Regions from separate parts of the Sus scrofa genome. Here region 1 is linked to region 2. The links are chromatin contacts, called in public Hi-C maps. All regions are on one chromosome and are shown on one strand. Each heading gives the region's core, a stretch centred on a gene start, on an enhancer-like site or on the middle of the called end of the contact. The rest is flanking DNA. Distances are from core to core; before and after follow the strand shown. Region 1 holds the start of CATIP (ciliogenesis associated TTC17 interacting protein). Region 2 overlaps PNKD (probable hydrolase PNKD).

Region 1 (3,410 bases), core at 127-2,626, 38 kb before region 2:
TAGATGGACTGGTTTCCAAGTTGTGTGTGGTGGGGGGTGCAGGGTAACTGGGAAGAGAATTGAGGTGACAGTCCTCTGAACCCCCTTCCTCCCTCCTCGGGTCTCTATTTTCTCATCCTGGTTTGGAGTCAAGGCTGGGGAGCCCCAGGAGATACCTTGATGAACTCCTGATTATGTTGTTCCACGATCTCCAGTTTCCAGGAAAGGTAGCCTGGGGGGAGGCAGGTGAACGCTGCCATCACGGGAGGTGGGGCCGGAGATTGCAGGAAGGGAGGGTGGGGGCCCAGGCTGGAGGACTCAGGCGAGGGTGGCCACAGGAAAGACCTCCCTGCCACCCCTCTGTGTCAGGCACTCTCTTTGCCTCATTCTGGTCCCAAGGTGAAGTCAATGGTGTGGTCCTGGGTGGAGGTTGAGGGGAGGGGGGAGCAGTGGAGGAAGGGAGGGGGAGGAGGATATGGGGCAGCAGGAGCTCTACCCAGAAGCGAGGTTCCGCAGAGGACTCCGTCCACGTAGCCGCGGCTGGAGGCGTGCACGAAGGGGCAGTAGGACATGATACCAAATTCATCCTTGTATTTCCCTCTCTGCACATCAATGGTCAGCTCTCCCTGAGGCTCCCCTGTGTCTGACACCATGACCAGGGTCTCCGAGAAGAGCAGCATCAGCAGCTCCTCCTGCCCTGGGAGGTGAGGGTCCCGTGGAGACCGTTGAAGCCCCCATTCCTAGGCCTCAACTCTCTGACCCCCTGATCATCAGTGCCCCACAGTCTCCGCTCACCTTCTCCTCATTCCAGGTCCCCCAGGGAGCCCCTGCCTCCCCTCTACAGCAGCCAGCCGGGAAGACACACCCCCACCCCCACCCCCATGGCCTCCCCGGGGGGTCTTCCCTTGAAGAATATCTACTACTAGGCCTCTCGCCCTTTCTGAGTCCCAGGAGAATCAAGAGAGATGGGGGCCAGGCAGTTCTGGGCCTTTTCTCTCTCTTCTCTCCTGTCCACCCTGGTGCCCATCCCCTCCATCCCCACTGCCCAGGCTCACGGAGGGAATCAAGGAAGTGGATGGCTTCCGCATTGGCCTCAGGGGGTGGCAGACCCGCTTGGGCGGAAGGCTGGTGGTCCTTGGCTTTGGAGCCTATGGAGGGAAGAGAGGCTGAGATTGCAGATGAAGGACCCTGGGGAGAGGGACAGATGTGGGACAGGGGTCTCAAGGGCAGAATTCTCCAAGGCCACCCCAGGGTGGATGGAGAGGGAGAAGATGCCCCTCCCCCTTCCAGCGCCCCCCCCAACCCCCCCCAACCCCTCAGCCCTTCTCTCACCTTTGGATTGAACTTTAGAGGACATGCTGCCTGTTGCTTCTGGGTTTGTAGCCAGCTGTCTCCATGGCAACTGGGAGCTAGCTACTGCCTCTTAAAGGGCCCTCAACCCATTCACCAAACATCCAAACCTTGAAGGAATTGGTAGGCACGGTGGCTTCTGGGGCTCAGCCCAAGCCTCAAGTATTGTCCAGCAGAGGGAGCATTTGCCGTTCTTAGGAGGCAGGGGAATGACATGGGTCAGTAGAATGACCTTAGAAGTTGTAGCTCTGAATCAGACATGGCCTCCCATGCATACTACCAATTAGAAGCCTTGTGATTCGCCCACACGCTGTGGTTCTAATAACGACAGTCACAGCAAACACTTAAACTCTGCCTTACCTTTGGCCAGGCCTTACCTTCGGCCAGGCGCTCTTCTAAAGGACTTCATGTACATTATCTCATTTAATCTTCAGGCTAAACCTGTGAACAGGTGCTTTTTTCCCCCCTCCACTTTATGGCTAAGAAAATTGAGGAACCAAGAGGTTAAATGTCTTCCCAAGGTCACAGCTAATAACTGGCAGAGCCAGGACCCAAGCTACAACATAGTGGCTATAAAAAGCAGCTCAGGGAGTTCCCATTGTGGCTCAGTGGATTAAGTATCTGGCATTGTCACTGCAGTAGCCTAGGTCACTGTGGTGTCTCGGGTTCAGTCCCTGGCCTGGGAACTTCCACATGCCATGGGAATGGCAAAAACAAACAAACAAACCAAAAAAACTATCACCACCACAAACAACAACAACAAAAACAAAGGCGTTCAGGAGTTCCCAGCGTGGCTCAGTGGTTAACAAATCAGACTAGCATCCGTGAAGACGCAGGTTTGATCCCTGGCCTTGCTCAGTGGGTTAAGGATTCAGTGTTGTCGTGAGCTGCGGTGTAGGTCATAGACATGGCTCAGGTCCTGAGTTGCTGTGACTGTGGGTGTAGGCTGGCAGCTATAGCTCTGATTGGACCACTAGCCTGAGAGCCTCCAAATGCCATGGATGTGGCCCTAAAAAGCAAAAAAAAAAAAAAAAAAAGAGGCAGTTCAGCCTGATAGGGTCACAAAAAAAGAAAAAACCTTACCCTGAATCCTCAGTCACCTAAGGAATTATTCTTTCCCTCACCCCCATCTCCCTTATCACTTGGGAAGGTAATCTTTAAACATCTTCTTATATGGTAAATATCCACCAACTTTGGGGAGATTTAGAATTATATGTAGAAGGGCTTAAGAGAATCAAACTAACAGGATTAATATTGTTTTGTATTACATTGTGTGTATTTGGCATTTCAAGTTCTTGAAATGTTTAAAATAATTTGGCATAACAGGATGCTTAAAAGATAAGCTGAGGAATTCCTGTCATGGCTCAGAGGAAGTGAATCTGACTGGCATCCATGAGGACACAGGTTTGATCCCTGGCCTCACTCAGTGGGTTAAGGATCCGGTGTTGCCATGAGTTTTGGCGTAGGGTGCAGTCCGGCTCGGATCTGACGCTGCTGTGGTGTAGGCCAGCTCCAATTCAACTCTGAGCCTGGGAACCTCCATATTCAGCGAGTGCAGCCCTAAAAAGACCAAAAAAGACAGAGAGAGGGAGAGAGAGAGAGAGAGAGAGAGAGAGAGAGAGAGAGAGAGAGAGAGTTAAGCTGAGATTCTGATTTTTAAATTTTGGCCATACCCACAGAATGTGGAAGTTCCTGGGCCAGGGTTCGAACTAGAGCCACAGCAGTGACAACACTGGATCCTTTAAGCACTAGGCTATCAAGGAACCTATGTTTTTTCTAACGTTACTGAGATATAATTGCAGTATAACAAAATTGCTTTTAAAAAGGAAGTAAAGGGGATTTCCCATTGCGGTGCGGGGGAAACGAATCTGACTAGTACCCATGAGGATGTGGGTTTGATCCCTGGCCTCACTCAGGGGGTTAAGGATCCAGCGTTGCTGTAGCTCTGGCTAGGTTTTCAGCTGTAACTCTGATTGGACTCCTAGCCTGGGAACCTCCATATGCTGCAACTGCGGCCCTAAAAAGCAAAATAAATAAATAAATAACAAAAAGGAAGTAGAATATATGGAATGAATAAATAT
Region 2 (3,260 bases), core at 683-3,182:
CTCTACCTTTGAAAATCTCAACTCCAATGCACTTCTCTCTGACCTTATTATTTCCACTACATCTCCTCCATCTCTAGGCCCTCAAAGGTTTGTTTTCTTTCAGCCCTTCAGCCCCTCCTGCCCACATTTCTTCCCTCCAAGGGAGAATTTGGGTTCAGTCCCTTGAACCACTTACTCACTGGTCGTCGGCTTCTTCACCCCCCTTGTCCCTCCAGCCTTAGCCTATCAACCTCCAGACCAGCCTGTTCCAACCTGACAGTCCACATTTTCTGCTCCAGCCTTGGGCACAGGGCCAGAGAAAATGGCCATCCCTTGTGAATCAGGGTCTCTACAAGTCAGACCTTGGAGTTCCCATTGTGGCTCATTGGAAACAACCACTGGTGCGGCCCTAAAAAGGAGGGAAAAAAAGTTATACTTTACTGGGCTCCCCAACACCAATGCTTGACAGAGCATTTTTATTTTATTTAAAAAAAACTTTTATTTAATTTTTTATCTTATGGTCACTGGTACAGAAGTTCCCAGGCCAGGTACTGAATCCAAGCCACAGCTGTGGCAACACTTTAACCCTCTGTGCCAGGCCAGGGGTGGAACCTGCACCTCCACAGTGACCTGAGCTGCTATAGTTGGATTCTTAATCCACTGTGCCATGGTGGCAACTCCTTGGCAGAGCGTTTACTTTGCTGAGATCTCTTATTAGCAACCTCAGGCTTAGCTCCAATTCCTTTCCTTTCAGCCAATAGCCTTCTTAGAGGGAATAATTTCTATGTCCATTCAGTCCCTGGCAAAACTTGCTGCTCACATACGAATTTTCATTTATTTATTTATTTATTTATAAATTATTTTTATGTTTTTTTAATTTTTATTTTGGTCTTTTTGCCTTTTCTAGGGCTGCACCCACGGCATATGGAGATTCCCAGGCTAGGGGTCCAATCAGAGCTGTAGCCGCCGGCCTACACCACAGCCACAGCAAGGCAGGATCCAAGCCAAGTCTGAGACCTACACCACAGCTCACAGCAACGCAGGATCCTTAACCCACTGAGTGAGGCCAGGGATCAAACCTGCAACCTCATGGTTCCTAGTCAGATTCATTAACCACTAAGCTACAATGGGAACTACAATGCCGGCTCTTTAACCCACTGAGGGAGACCAGGGATCAACCCCACAACCTCATGGTTCCTAGTCGGATTGGTTAACCACTGAGCCACGACAGGAACTCCCCATATGAATTTTTAGAGGAAATGCTCTTGGCCCGTCTTGCTCATGTCTTCAAGCGGTGTTTCTCCTGGCCACCATTTTTCCTTACCCTATGAGCAAACTTGAGTATCTCCCTGCCTTAAAAGCTTCCCTTGACCTTGACTCCCTATTGAGATTCTGCCTTTATCTCAACATAACTTGGTTTCCTGAATGTCTGTCTCTGTGGGTGTGGTGGATTGCATTTCGGTTGCCCGTTCCTCATCTCTCTCTGGAATCTCACCCTTTACCATGTGGCTGTGTACCATTTCCGTGGAGGTGCAATGTATTTCCCCTGCACCACTGACGTTGGGCTTGGTCTGGTGACTTGGTTTGGTCAGTGAAATGTTAGCAGACATGGTAAAGCAGAGGCCTTAAATGTGCTACTGTGGTCGGACTTGGTCTCTGTATCCATGCCTTTTGCCATGAAAACAATCCCTCTGGTAGTTAGTTGCTGGCTTAAGGAGAATGAAGACAAGTGGAGGTGACCTGACCCCACTCACAGCTCAGAAGCCAGCCCAGTCCAGCAGAGCCCAGCCTAGACGAGCTGAAACTCAGCCTGCCCACCGGTGCACAAGTGAGAGAAATACACACTGCTTGTTGTATGCCTCTCAGTTTTGGATTTGCTTGTTATGCAGCATTATTGACACAATAGCTAATGGAGACAGTGGGAAGCAGAGAGATTAATTATTAATGGTCCTGGAAAGCAAGGGGCTTGGATAACTCATTAGCTAACTGAAAAGAGCAATTTAGACTCGTGTCGGCACAGCATACGCCAAAATAAATTCCAGGTGAATTAAAGTGTTAAGGACAGACAGTTAAATCATACAAAACTAGAAGAAAATTAAATGCATGTTCAATCTGTGAATAGTGGAAGGCTTTCTAGGGCTTAAAGCAATAGCAGTGTTTTTCTAATTTTCCTTAATAGGCGTAAGTTACTCTTAAACTCAGACTAAAAGCAAATGAAGGTGTAACATGGGAAATAATTACTCTTCTGGCTCCTTAAAAAAATTTAAGCCTCTGTGTTAAGAAACAACATGGGGGCTCCGATTGTGGCTCAGCAGTAATGAATCTGACTAGTATCCATGAAGATACAGGTTCCATCCCTGGCCTCACTCAGTGGGTTAAGGATCTGGTGTTGCCATGCGCTGCGGCAGAGGTCACAGACGCAGCTTGGATCTGGCGTTGCTCTGGCTGTTGTGGTGTAGGCCAGCAGCTGCAGCTCTGATTTAACCCTTTGCCTGGGAACTTCCATATGCCGAGAGTATGGCCCTAAAAAGACAAATAAATAAATGAAAGAAACAACATGAACAAAAGAAAGAGCCAGAAAAAATTGTGGAAAATATTTGTCTCCTTTGTCAAAGACTTAAACTACTGAATACTTTTAGTAAATGAGAAAACACAAAGACACATCAATTACTAAAGGGATTAATGGCTAATATATACATGAAAAATGTTCAACCTCAAAAGAATCAAGGATCGTTAACCTGCTGAGCCACCAGGGAGCTCCAGCACAATTTTCTAAAAAGCAATTCTCAATATGCATCAATGATTTTAAAATATCATATTCTCTGACTCAGGAATTCGGTTTTAGAGATCTGCCCAAAAGATCTGCCCAAAAATATCATTTGACATGTATGCAATGGTGAGACTATAAACAGTTGACGGGTCTGGTAAAAAGGGAAGAGTTAGGTTCTATGAACCTCTGTATGGCTTTAAGATGGTGTTTATTTATTTATTTATTTCATTTTTGGCCGCCCCTTGGTATATGGGGTTCCCAGGCCAGGGATCAGATCTGAGCCACAGCTGCAACAATGCCAGATCCTTAACCCACTGTGCTGGGCCAAGGATTGAACCTGAGACCCAGAGCTTCCAAGGGGCTGCCCATCCTGGTGTGCCACAACGGGAACTCCTACAATGGTGTTTATGATTAGAACCCAATGCAATGCATGATCCTGGATTGACCAGGAAAAAGGACATTCAGGAGACAATGGGCAAAATTTGAATAAAGACTGTTGAAATCTTTTTAG

What was found. A called contact is a pair of places that touch in the nucleus more often than the background predicts.
Region 1: a Hi-C map of liver shows a contact between it and region 2, with 1.8 times the contacts expected there. The contact joins the promoter of CATIP here to the enhancer-like site in region 2. A contact is called at or near these places in 1 of 5 promoter capture datasets (skeletal muscle), 13 of 47 Hi-C or Micro-C datasets (alveolar macrophages, blood, embryonic fibroblasts and 7 more) and 2 of 2 datasets of contacts at active chromatin or transcription factors (alveolar macrophages and skeletal muscle).

What each region holds. Positions count from the first base shown.
Region 1 is chr15:120,417,439-120,420,848 of Sscrofa11.1, reverse strand. It overlaps CATIP (ciliogenesis associated TTC17 interacting protein), which reads right to left and starts at 1,376. Exons shown (of 10, transcript NM_001190220.1): 1 at 1,312-1,376; 2 at 1,035-1,127; 3 at 476-676; 4 at 156-211. The coding sequence starts at 1,336.
Region 2 is chr15:120,380,218-120,383,477 of Sscrofa11.1, reverse strand. The region is part of intron 2 of PNKD (probable hydrolase PNKD); the gene reads right to left. Among named protein-coding and RNA genes, the nearest start is that of TMBIM1, 17 kb to the right of the region's middle. Within about 2 kb of position 1,932, at least 3 of the 83 cell types and tissues checked have an H3K27ac peak or open chromatin away from gene starts, as enhancers often do. A contact at or near this core is called in liver, where this site is marked.